2 separate regions of the Mus musculus genome follow, and region 2 is linked to region 1. The links are chromatin contacts, called in public promoter capture Hi-C maps. All regions are on one chromosome and are shown on one strand. Each heading gives the region's core, a stretch centred on a gene start, on an enhancer-like site or on the middle of the called end of the contact. The rest is flanking DNA. Distances are from core to core; before and after follow the strand shown.

Region 1 (5,638 bases), core at 1,828-4,327:
ACTCAGTCTCCACAGACAATGCCAGGACGCGCTTGTACCCATTGATGATGGAGTGTGGCACCGAGGCAACAGTTGGGTACCCGATCTGCAGACACACACTGGCCACGTTGCGGACACCCTGTATGCAGACAAGAATGACATTTTAGCTCCCCTCAGTTCAGTCTCAAGCCTGGGCAGAGCCAAGAGCCATCAGTTTGTGCTCACCCTTCCTCCAGACCTGGCTGTTCAATATTCCTTACAGTGACTTCTGAAAATCTACTCTGTTAGCCTAGTTACTGAGCACTATTAGAATATTAATCCATTTCCAGATGTGATTTACCAGTAATGAAACCTTTTCCCAATCTTGAATTATGAGTGGGGGTGGGCATGGTTGGAGTTAGAAATATAAACTATATAAATAACTCAAAAAAATGTTAAGATTAAAATGCTAAATCTATAGATGCATGTCTAATTTCAGTAAGTTATTCACTCAAGGAAACAATTTTCCTTAAGCTGGGCAGTGGTGGTGCACACCTTTAAACCCAGCACTTGGGAGGCAAAAGCAGGATTTCTGAGTTCAAGGCCAGCCTAGTCTACAAAGCCCAGGACAGCCAGGGCTATACAAAGAAACCCTGCCTCAAAACAAAACAAAACAAATCAAAAAACAAAAAAGGTCAATTTAATGGCAAAAGCCTGGTGTGGGACAGTCTTTAAAAAGATAGAGTAATAACAATTTAAATTGTTAGCATTAAATTGTATTCATCTCTCCTTGACTCAATACTCAAAATCTCACCGACCAGCAATGTTCTATTTTGTTTGAGACCTAGCTGTCCTCAAACTCACAAGAGGGTGCCTGCCTCCGCTGGGATTAGACACAGCCCCCACAGGCAGTGTTTTGCTATCACAGGCTAACAACCTTTAGAGTCCCAGCACATGACCTCCTGCCCAACTCTATTTTCTGCAGATGAGAAGATGGAACAACTGAAGATGCCAGCACGAATCTGTTGTCACACTCAGCATGGGAGGAAGGAGCTGGGCAGACATACCTCCAGAAAGCGAGAGTGCAGGGCCTGCTCTGTGATGTCGAGCACTTCAGGGTTATAAATGCTGCCGTTGTCAAACACCTGCTGGATGATCAGCCCGAAGGAGAAGGGGGAGATGTTCAGCATGTTCAGCAGTGTGGCCTCGCTGGCTCCCACCTTGTCTCCAGTCTTTATCAGCTGCACATCACTCTGAGGAAGAGAACAGCAGGACAGTTATCATCTGGACACACAGGAGGCCCAGCCCAAAGGACCGACCACTGCAGGCCATCTACTCACCAGAATTTCAATGGTGCCTCTGGAGATTTTCGTGGTGATGCCCAAAGCCTGGAAGAAGGAGGTCTTCTCGGGTCCTAGACCAGTGTTCTGAGCTGGCACAGTGACCTCACACGGGGCGATGGCACCAGCCCGAGCAGCAGCTGGCACCTAAACAGAACAGAGGTAGTCGACGGTGAAATGCCTCTCCATCGGTGAAAGCCCCGAAATGGCCAAATCCTCATTCATCGTCCCAGCCCCTTACCTTATTGGCCAACAGCATATCCCGAATCTCAGTGAGGTCCTCCTTGGTGAACACGAAGCCCACGTTCCCCCGGATGTGAGGCAGCAGTTTCTCCAGAGCTGGGTTGTTCTCCAGGTGGCCCCTGATAGCCTTGCGCATCATGGTGTTCTTGCCCATCAGCACCACGGCCTTCCCTCGGAGCGACATGCGGATCTGCTGCATCTGCTTGGAGCCCACGTTGTCTGCTCCCACAATGAAGCATTTTGGATAATCATCCAAAAGTTGCTATGAAGGAAGCCAGGAAAAACTACATTGAGAGGAAAACAAACAAAAAATACCCAGCAAAACCCGAAACCCTGCTACCTCTACCTCCCCATTGCTTCACCCTAGGTGTGACACTTCTCGCTAGGAGCCAGCCACCCGAGCCCAACGTCTGTCTTTATCTGATCCAGCTTCCTTGCTGGTTACGAGTATCACAAAATTACTGTCACAGCCAAAAATTAACTTTTAGCTGGGTGTGGTGCCACACCTGTAAAGACAGGTAAGGCTTAATTGCTAATCCGAGGCCAGCCAGAGCTATAGGGGGAAGACTTGCCTCAAGTAAATCTTAAGCTTTACTTTTTAAATAAGGCGTGCCTGGGTGACCAAAGTGACTCTGATCAGGGAAGAGACAGACTTAAAAAGCACAGAAAACAAATTATAGAGAGGTCGGGGGATCTTAGGTTGTGAAATATAAAAGGTACTACCAGACCCAAAAATCTTTGTCTCTGTCTCGGAAAAAAAAAAGAAAAGTTAACTAAAACAGACTGGTACCTACAAAGTCTGGTAGCTCTGGTTCAAAGCCACCTCAAAGGCCTTTTGTAATTAAGTCACTCAACAGCAGCCTGACTGGCAGGTCTCAGATGGGCAACAAGATGAATCACTCCAGTCTCAGCCCTTTGCACAAACGCGAAGGGCTCGACGAGATGAAAAACTGGGTGAGCGAGCTAGTTCTGGAACGCGGGGGGGGGGGGGGGAGATCCCAAGACTACAGAACTTCCCCAGGATGCCCAAACTCTGTTAAAGCGCGTGGCCAACGACCGCCCCGGGAAGACCCGGAGGCGGAAGCCGCGCGTCCCCGGCCCGCTCCACACTTACGATGATCTTGAGGAAGTAGTTGGACTTCCAGGTCGCCCTGTCTTCCCTGGGCATCACGGCGGTGCGTCAGGGATTGCCACGCGGGGTTTAAAGACGATGTCACTGGGGAGAGAGAGGGGGCAGCTTGAGCCCGGTAACCCCAACACCGGCCCCGATCCCAGGCCTAGGCCAAGCCGGCCACGCCAGAGCTGGGCCCCGGGCTGCGGCCGCCAGCAGCGCGGGCGATCCGACAAGCCAGGCGGTAGACCGGACGGGCAGAGCCCGGCCGCGATCCTTCCCGAGCCCATCGCTCCCACCCGCAACGTCCCCGCGCTCTTGCCGCCCTCCCACAACAAAACAACCCCCCAACCTCCAACGAGGACGCCTGGCGAGAGACGGGCCGCATGCCCGCGTGTGCCTTTTATAGGAGAACCAGGCGGTCCTCGAAACCCGAAGACGACGTCGTCCATGCCTATTGGCTGGTTCCATCGACTGTCCTGCCTCACTCAATAAACATGCGCGTCTATTGGCTGAGACCGCTGCCACTCCAGCAAGTCGGGAAAGTAAAGACAGCACCCGGCCGCAGGAGGCGCGCTTTCAGACCTGCTGCCCTCTGCTGGGTCGGAGCCGCCCTGCAGCGTCACCGAGTCAGTACAGCAAAACAACTTTCTGCGAAACCCTAGCTGATGCTCTAGTCTCCTCTTGTTCTTCCATTCTTTTTTCTTTCTTTTAATTTATTTATTTTTTATTTTTTTAGGTTTTTCTGTATATCCTGGCTGTCCTGGAACTCACTTTGTAGACCAGGCTGGCCTCAAACTCAGAAATCTGCCTGCCTCTGCCTCCCAAGTGCTGGGATTAAAGGCGTGCGCCACCACTGCCCGTTTTGTTCTTCCTTTCAAAACCTACATCTTCACCCGCACAAAGTTAATCAAAGATTGCCGTTTTCTCTGAGTAAACGCCTAAAACGTAGACTATTCTCAAGGTCCCACACGACTGTTTCCACTGTCGCAATCTGTTTTCTTGCTTTCCTACTGATGTGTTTGCCTCTCGCCTGATCCCTTTGCCCTTTTATCCCCTTCAAGAGTATGCCTTTTTTTTTTTTTGGTTTTGGTTTTGGTTTTTCGAGACAGGGTTTCTCTGTATAGCCCTGGATGTCCTGGAACTCACTTTGTAGACCAGGCTGGCCTTGAACTCAGAAATCCGCCTGCCTCTGCCTCCCAAGTGCTGGGATTAAAGGTGTGCGCCACCACCACCGGCTTCACAGCTTTTTGAATGGTGCTGGCCAGCTTCGGTCAGAGAAACTCACCTCCCCCACATCTTGCTGCAAATGCTATCTACTCAAGGAGACCTGCCCTGATTCTTGATTTCAAATTTTAAGGGCGGGGGCAAAACCAAACCTACTCTCCCTTACTCTCCCACCTTCTCCTGCAGCACTTACACCATCTAACTCGCTGTATAATTCACCACATTCTGCTTGTCAGCCTCTCCCTGCAGGAAGGTAAGCTCCACAGGGCAGAGATTTTATTCTGTGCCTGCCAGACAGTGGGCAGATAAGTATTTGTTGAGCAGGCAAAACGCAGGGCATGCGGCCAGATGAGACCCGGATCCATAACTTTGTTCTGCCGCTTGCTGTGTTGTCTTAAAAAGCACTTCCACTTTATTGACCGTTTGCTTTCCCTTCCAGGGATACGGGAGAAAATCGATACATAAAACTAGCTTCTTCACATATATATATATATATATATATATATATATATAATATATATATATATATATAATATATATATATATATATACACATTATATATATACACACACAGTCGTTCAACATTATTTGGATAATTGTTTTACTGAGACAGTCTCACTCCTGCCTTGTTTTTAATTGCTGAGCCATCTTCCCAGACCCATGAATAAATAAATATCCATATATAAATAAGTGTGTATATATGGGGGAAGATATTGAACCTAGGGCCTTGTTCATGCTAAACAAGCAGTCTGTTGTTTTAAAGCTTCCTGGTGCCTTTGAAGATCAGTCCAGTTTGAGAACTGCAGGCATCAGTGGCTGCTGAGGTCGCTCTTTAATGACAAGGATTCCCCATGCTCAGCACTAAGTGCTGGTGCATGTTCCTGAAGCTACCACCGTCACCCCATCCCCACCCCCCAAGTCCTGAGGTGCAATACTTTATCCACAAGAAAGCGCCCAGAGTGTTTAAATCACCTGATGATTTCAGAAGGCTGCAGAAACAGGTTCAAAGGCCACTGTGTGGGCCCCACTGTGCTCCACAGTCAAATCCAAACCCCATGTCTCTCTTTCTCTAAACGCACTTTTCCAAGTGCATACATAATGGCTACGTTACATTTCCAAAGACATCCTGACTCTGACACTATAAATACCCTAACTGTCGTACACCAATATATATTAGTTAGGGTTCTCTAGAGTCACAGAACTTATGGATAGTCTCTATATAGTAAAGGAATTTATTAATGACTTACAGTCTGCAGCCGAATTCCCAACAATGGTTCAGTAGTAGCTGTGAATGGGAGTCCAAGGATCTAGCTCAGTCACACACGGCAAGCAGGCAAGAGAGCAAGAGCAAGACTCCCTTCTTCCAATGTCCTTATATTGTCTCCAGCAGAAGGTGTAGCCCAGATTAAAGGTGTGTTCCACCACACCTCTTAATCCCAGATGAAAGGTGTAGCCCAGATTAAAGGTGTGTTCCACCACACCTCTTAATCCCAGATGAAAGGTGTAGCCCAGATTAAAGATGTGTTCCACCACATCTTTAATCCCAGATGACCTTAAACTCGGAGATTTAATCTTCTGGAATCCATAGCCACTAGGCCTCAAGATCTCCATACCAGGCCGGGCATGGTGGCGCACGCCTTTAGCCCCAGCACTCGGGAGGCAGAGGCAGGCGGATTTCTGAGTTCGAGGCCAGCCTGGTCTATAAAGTGAGTTCCAGGACAGCCAGAGCTATAAAGAGAAACCCTGTCTCGAAAAACC
Region 2 (5,638 bases), core at 1,216-3,715, 7.6 Mb before region 1:
GCTCAGAGAGGGGCCCACAGGGGTGTCATAGGTGGGGGAAGCCTCTGGGTGGTCCCTAAGGGTGCAGTGGCCAAGGACTGGCACATTTGGTAAATTATAGTCTGTCTCCTAGCAACAGACAACACATTTGGCTCCATGTGACTCTGCCCTCCGGAGGGGACAAAAAATAAATGGTGGTGGTGGTGGTGGGGAATCCCAAAGAAGAGACAAGGAACGATAAAGGGGTTTCCAAGATGAGGGTGAGACTGACAGGTGGCCTTCCAGCTCCTCCCCCACAGGCCACCAACCGGCCGGGCCACCACTAACCTTTGGTGTCCAGCTCCACGTGGATAATGTTGCCCATGACAGAAGTGCTGTGCAGGTGTTGGACGGCCTCCTTGGCGCCCCTGACTGTGGCAAAGACCACCTTGGCAATGCCCAGGTGTTTCTTGGTCTTCGGGTTATACAAGATCTCCACCTCCTCCACCTCCCCATACTTTTTGCACATGTCCCTTAGGAAGTTTTCACGGACGTTGTCATTCAGCTTGGCAAATGTCACCTGCTTTGGAGGCACAGGGCCCACGTAGAACTCATCGATCTGCCAGGGGCCGCGGCCGAGGTGGGGGGGGGGGGGAGGGAGTTTGGAAAACATTAAAACCAAAGAGAAAACACAAGCACGCCTCACTTGCCCAGCAGTTAAAAAAAAGAAAGAAAAAGAAAAAAGAAAACAAAAAAAGCATGCGGGCGGGCCTAGGAAGCAGAGGATTAAATCGTTTGGAACCTGGAAGTCCTCTGGGTTCGAAAGGAAAGGGGAAAAAGAAACAGTTTCTCTTTCCCCACCCCCCTATTCTGGCCTCCTATCCTTGCTGCTGGATCCCAGACGACCCTCTGGTCTAGGAAGTTGTCCCCTTTAAAGCCAAAGGGTTGGGAGGGGGGCGGGTCCCTGAGCCAGGGCCCTGGGTGCGCAAGGACCCAGGTGGGGACCGGGAGCCCCCAGCTCTGCCGGCATGATACAGTCTCAGTGCCCTCGTTACAGTTTCTCCGAGTGTTATTTTGTTTACAGTGGCCCGGAGGGGACACCCCTCTCCCCCCTCCCCGCCAAAACTTCCCAGTCCTGGACGGCGGGAACTAAGAATCCGGCTGGGCTTGGTCAGGACTGGCGTTATTTTCGAACTCGGGGAAGGAGGGGGGGAGGGACCATAAGACAGAGAGGAGGGGTCCTACCTTGAATTTGGGCACAGACAGCTCCAGCTCCTTGTTTTTGGTCCAGATTCCGACCACCCGGGGATCTTCCACGATCTCCACCGGGCGGTTGCTGGACATCTGTGGGCAGAGACAGGGGGTTCAGTATAGAAGGGCTGGCACCCTCCCCAGGGGCAGGGGCAGACCCCCCCCCCTCAAGGCACCAGTCCCACTCCAGGCTGAGGGGAGGGAGTCCTGGCTGACAGTTGGCCCAGGTAGCTGGAAGAGGGGTCCCCCTCCGTTCGCCTCTTGTCTGGGGGCTCCACCGGGGGTGGGTGGGGGTGGCGGGAAGGCGCGCCGGCTACTCACGGCCAGGCTGAAATGCTGCCCATCGTAGCGGTACAGTTTATGGTGCCCCTTTTTCAGAGCCGGGTCAATCATCAACTTGTAACTTCTCCAATGGTGGTTCCTCCTCTCGCCCGAAGGGCCGGGCTGCGGCGGGGGCTGCTGGTGGTGGTGGTGGGGGTGACTGTTCTCCATGCCGTTAACCCAACCTGAAACCCAAGCAAGTTGTTGTCCTCTCCGACGCTTCTACACATTCGCCCGAGAATCCAATCGGCTGGCCCCCACCCCCCTCCCACCTTACCAGCGCGCCCCGAAAGCTTGTCTCGCTGCCTCTCCCCCCCCCCCCCGCCTCCCGAGGAAAAAAAATCTAAGAATGGAGCGAGAGAATAAACCCTTTCCGGAGGGTTTACGCGCCCGCCCGCTCGGCCACCGTCTCCGGCTGGCAGCGAGGGGCTGCCCGGGGCCCCCGCTGCGGGCTGGCGCGGTCCGGGACGCACGGAGGACGCGGGCTCCGGCCCATGGTGCCGCCAGCCGCCCGGCGTGGCGCTCGGCCCGGCTCGGGAGCGGGGCGCGCGGCAGGGCCTGGCGTCGCCCGCCCGGGCGGGGGCCGGGGGCTCGGGCTGCCCGGCTCCTCTGACCGCGGCCTCTCTCTCTCTCTCTCTCTCTCTCTCTCCTCCCTTCCCTGCGCCGCGCTTACATCCCCGCCGGGCGCCGGCCTCCCTGCGCCGCCAGCCAGTACATGGTGTCCCCCGCGGGAGCCGAGGCCGGGGCGGCCGGACCGGGGGCCGGGATGGGGGGGACGCCGCCTTAGCGGCTGCCGGGCCCCGAGCTGCCGCTGCCCTTGCTGCTGCCGCCGCCGCTGCTGCTGCTGCTGCTGCCCGGGAGGCGGCTGGCGGCGGAGGCTCGGCTCCCAGTAGCCGCACATCCCACAATACACCGCTAAGGAGCCCGACCCGAGTGCTCACCCTCCTCCTCTTCCTCCTCCTCCTCCTCTTCCTCCTCCCCTCGCCTTCCTCGCCGCTTCCCCAGGCACTCTCCCGGCGGCGGCAGCTGCGCCGCCAAAGCCCCGGGCCCCAGCGGCCCCCCACCCCTCACTCGCGCGCTCCCACACTGCCTCCCCCCCCTTCCCCGGGGGGAAGGCCTTTTAATTTATTTATTCTGCTGGGACTGAGGTGGGGGGCTTGGCTGACGGGGGAGAGGGGGGTCTCCACGGCTTCTATCTCCCCCGCGGCTGGGGCTACCCTTCCAGCTACGGAAGACTCCACGGTGTGCGCCCCCAGGGCCTCCCAAACTGTTTCCAAACTGCCCAGGCCGGTGGTGGACGCGTGGAGTCTCGGCGAAAAGGGCTGGGTTTCGAGTGGGGGGTGATCGTGTGTATGACTACTAGAAGCCTGGAGGGGAGGCAGACGTCGACCCCAAACGAGTTTGCAATCGAGGTATCTCCGATCCCGCTTCCTCTTTGGCCCGCACGCCCCCTCCCTCCCAGGAGCTGTGCTGGGGAAGGGAAACCAAGGTTTGGAACCACACTAGCCTTCACATTCCTGGGAGGATACAACCCTCGCCTGGACGGGGAAGATAGCTCTTTCTCTTTATTTTTTCGTTTTTATTTTTTGCCTTTCTGTTTTTATTTTTGGAGGGGAGCGCCCAGTAATTGTCTTGAACACATGCTTCTCCCTCCCTCCTTCCTCCAGCCACCAGCGACAGAGAGTCCCCTTTTTTGCATTTATCATTTTCCTTCCCCTTTCTTTATTAAAGGTCCGGGAGTGGCGGCGGCCAATCAGCGCTCGGCTTCCATTTTGTGAGTTCAACTCGTAGGCTTCCCCGGCTTTTCGCGTGGATCTGGTTGCAGACGCCCTCGGTCTCTCTTCTCGGGCTGCCGAGGCGAAGCAGCCGCCTCGCCGGGGCTTCGTGGTGGTGTATTTCATATTGGGGCTCTTTTCGGGGTTTGTAATTTGGCCGTGGGTAGGTAATTGGCTGGAGCAGGGCGGCAGGGTGCGGCAGCCAATCAGCGCGCGGCTTCTATAGGGCTTGAGTTATTAGACGCTGATCTCAAAACATCCTTCATCAGACTCCAAGGAGAGGCCAACAGATGAGGGAGCCATTTTTCTGCAATGGAATTAAATGGCCAAGTGGGTTTTTCCTTTGTTGCAAATGGGGAATGCTTTTCCTTTGACTCCACCATCCAGTTCAGGACGCCTGAATGTGTTTAACATTTGCCAAAGGACTCACACTTGGAAGAATGAAGACCTTTTAAAAAGATCTGGATTTTTCCTTATGACTTGGAATCCATCTTTGTCTTGTATAACTAGGTCATAGCACACTATTAATGTCAGCAGTTAACAGTTTTGAATTCAAAAAAACCTAAGTAAATGACATATTTAATTTTTTTCCTTTTTTTTTTTTCTCGGGTGGGTGGGTGGGAGAGCTTGGAGCTGTCTTAATCTGTATTCTCTTGACTGAACAATAAATTTTTAAATATAGTTTCCTCTATTAAACACTTAAGCCTGACCATCTTATTAATTCTATTTTTTAACAAGGTAATGTTTTAAATGTATAGTTGTAGCGAAACGGCAACAATAACAAAAAAACTGTGAGCTGTTGTTACTGTTAAATTTTCTAAAAACCTTTTACATTGTAAGTACCCAATCCATTCTGTCCTTAACTGCACTGCCGTTCTCGTGTTACTGTCGCCTGAGATGTCCTGAATTTTCGGAAGCTTCATCTGCATGTATGTCTTTGTCTTTGTCTGATGTAAGTCAGTTAAAATGCTTTTAGACGTTTTTGCTTCTATAAAGCTACGATTTTTTAGCTTCGAGCTTTTTGGAAAAAAAAAAATGTTTACAGCCATAGTTGCTATTCAGATTTCTTCCCAGTAGCTCGTACACTCTTTGAAAATCGATCTATTTGAAGAAAAACAGCTGTTTTTCTCGAACTGGGTGTGGGGTGGTGGAGGGTAAGAGAAAGGAAGACCTTTTGTATAAAAAAAGACTGAAAGCCGCCTCTGAAAACTAGATTAAAACTGGAAAACAAGCCCTTAGCCGGTTCAAGCCAAACACCTACGTTGAGTCGGTGGTATTTTCTGTGGCGGTTGGGATGGCTGGTTTTGCCTTTTGTTTTGATTTGACTTGTGTTTTCGCCTTTTGTTTCTTAATGACGATCACACCATTGGTAAATCCAGAGCACTAAACAGCCCTCAGCGAAGCCGCCTTTTTGCCAGCCCAACCCTGGAAAGTTTGCAGTCGTGGAAGGAGCAGAAATACCACGAGTGTAACTTACAAAGAAGGTAACAAAGGGACACCAGAACCCCAGGTTTCCCCCCAACTAAACAACCAAACATCCCCCACCTCCCAAAAAAAGACCTGTTATTTTTATAATATCTCCAAAAGCGCCGGCCAGCTTTTTCTTCTAGACGCCATGGCGCCGGGCTGAGTGGGTAAGTAAAAAACTAGACTAAAAAAATTTGTTTTCAAGTGTCTTTTTCCCCCTTCGAGGAACTCTCGATTGAGCAGGCCATGGGCTGCAGATGATTGGGAGCTGGGATTTCTTGAGCTTGAGCTTGGCAGCCGATTGCAGTGGGTGGGTGAGGGGACTAGGGCTCTCCAGACCCCTCTGCCTCTTTTGCACCCAAAGGCGAAGAGAGCCTGTCCCCAGTACCCTGGGGCATCCATGGAGCCGCCTGCGCTAGTCCCTTTGGCTCGCCTCAGGTTTGCACCTTAGTGGCAGAGAAGAAATCGAAGTGTTTTGGAGATGGAGGGGCTGAAAAAAGCGAGGAAACCTTCCCACCCATCTTAAAGTCTCGTTCCTGATTGATTGTGGGGGTTTCTGTCCCCCGGAAGCCAGCTTTTCGGGGCTCCGGGGCTCGCCTGCTCTTCCAAAGAGAAAAAGGACAAAAGGCCGGCGTCCATGTTGGCATCATGACGCAGCATCTCTCTCCCGCCTGCAGCCTGGCGCTGCTTGTCCTCCGGGCCGCGCTCGCTCCTCCCTCTCAAACACGAGTTTTATTTTCAGGTTTTTGAGCCGAGCCGAGGGCTGGGTCGGGTTGGAGCCAAGGCTGAAGCCGCCGGGCCATTCAATACTGCTCTCTGGCTAATGGCGGCCGGCTTTCCTCCTTCCTTCCGCCATCCTGCTTTTC

The links. Promoter capture Hi-C pulls out the DNA fragments that hold promoters and counts their contacts.
Region 2: a contact with region 1 is called in a promoter capture Hi-C map of cranial neural crest. The contact joins the promoter of Setd1b here to the promoter of Rplp0 in region 1.

The regions. Positions count from the first base shown.
Region 1 is chr5:115,556,906-115,562,543 of GRCm38.p6, reverse strand. Rplp0 (ribosomal protein, large, P0) reads right to left here and starts at 3,077. Exons shown (of 7, transcript NM_007475.5): 1 at 3,005-3,077; 2 at 2,656-2,757; 3 at 1,540-1,803; 4 at 1,299-1,445; 5 at 1,026-1,211; 6 at 1-118. The coding sequence starts at 2,709.
Region 2 is chr5:123,139,020-123,144,657 of GRCm38.p6, reverse strand. Setd1b (SET domain containing 1B) reads right to left here and starts at 2,465. Exons shown (of 17, transcript NM_001040398.2): 1 at 2,204-2,465; 2 at 1,531-1,715; 3 at 1,204-1,302; 4 at 307-577. The coding sequence starts at 1,701. It also overlaps a transcript of Rhof not described here.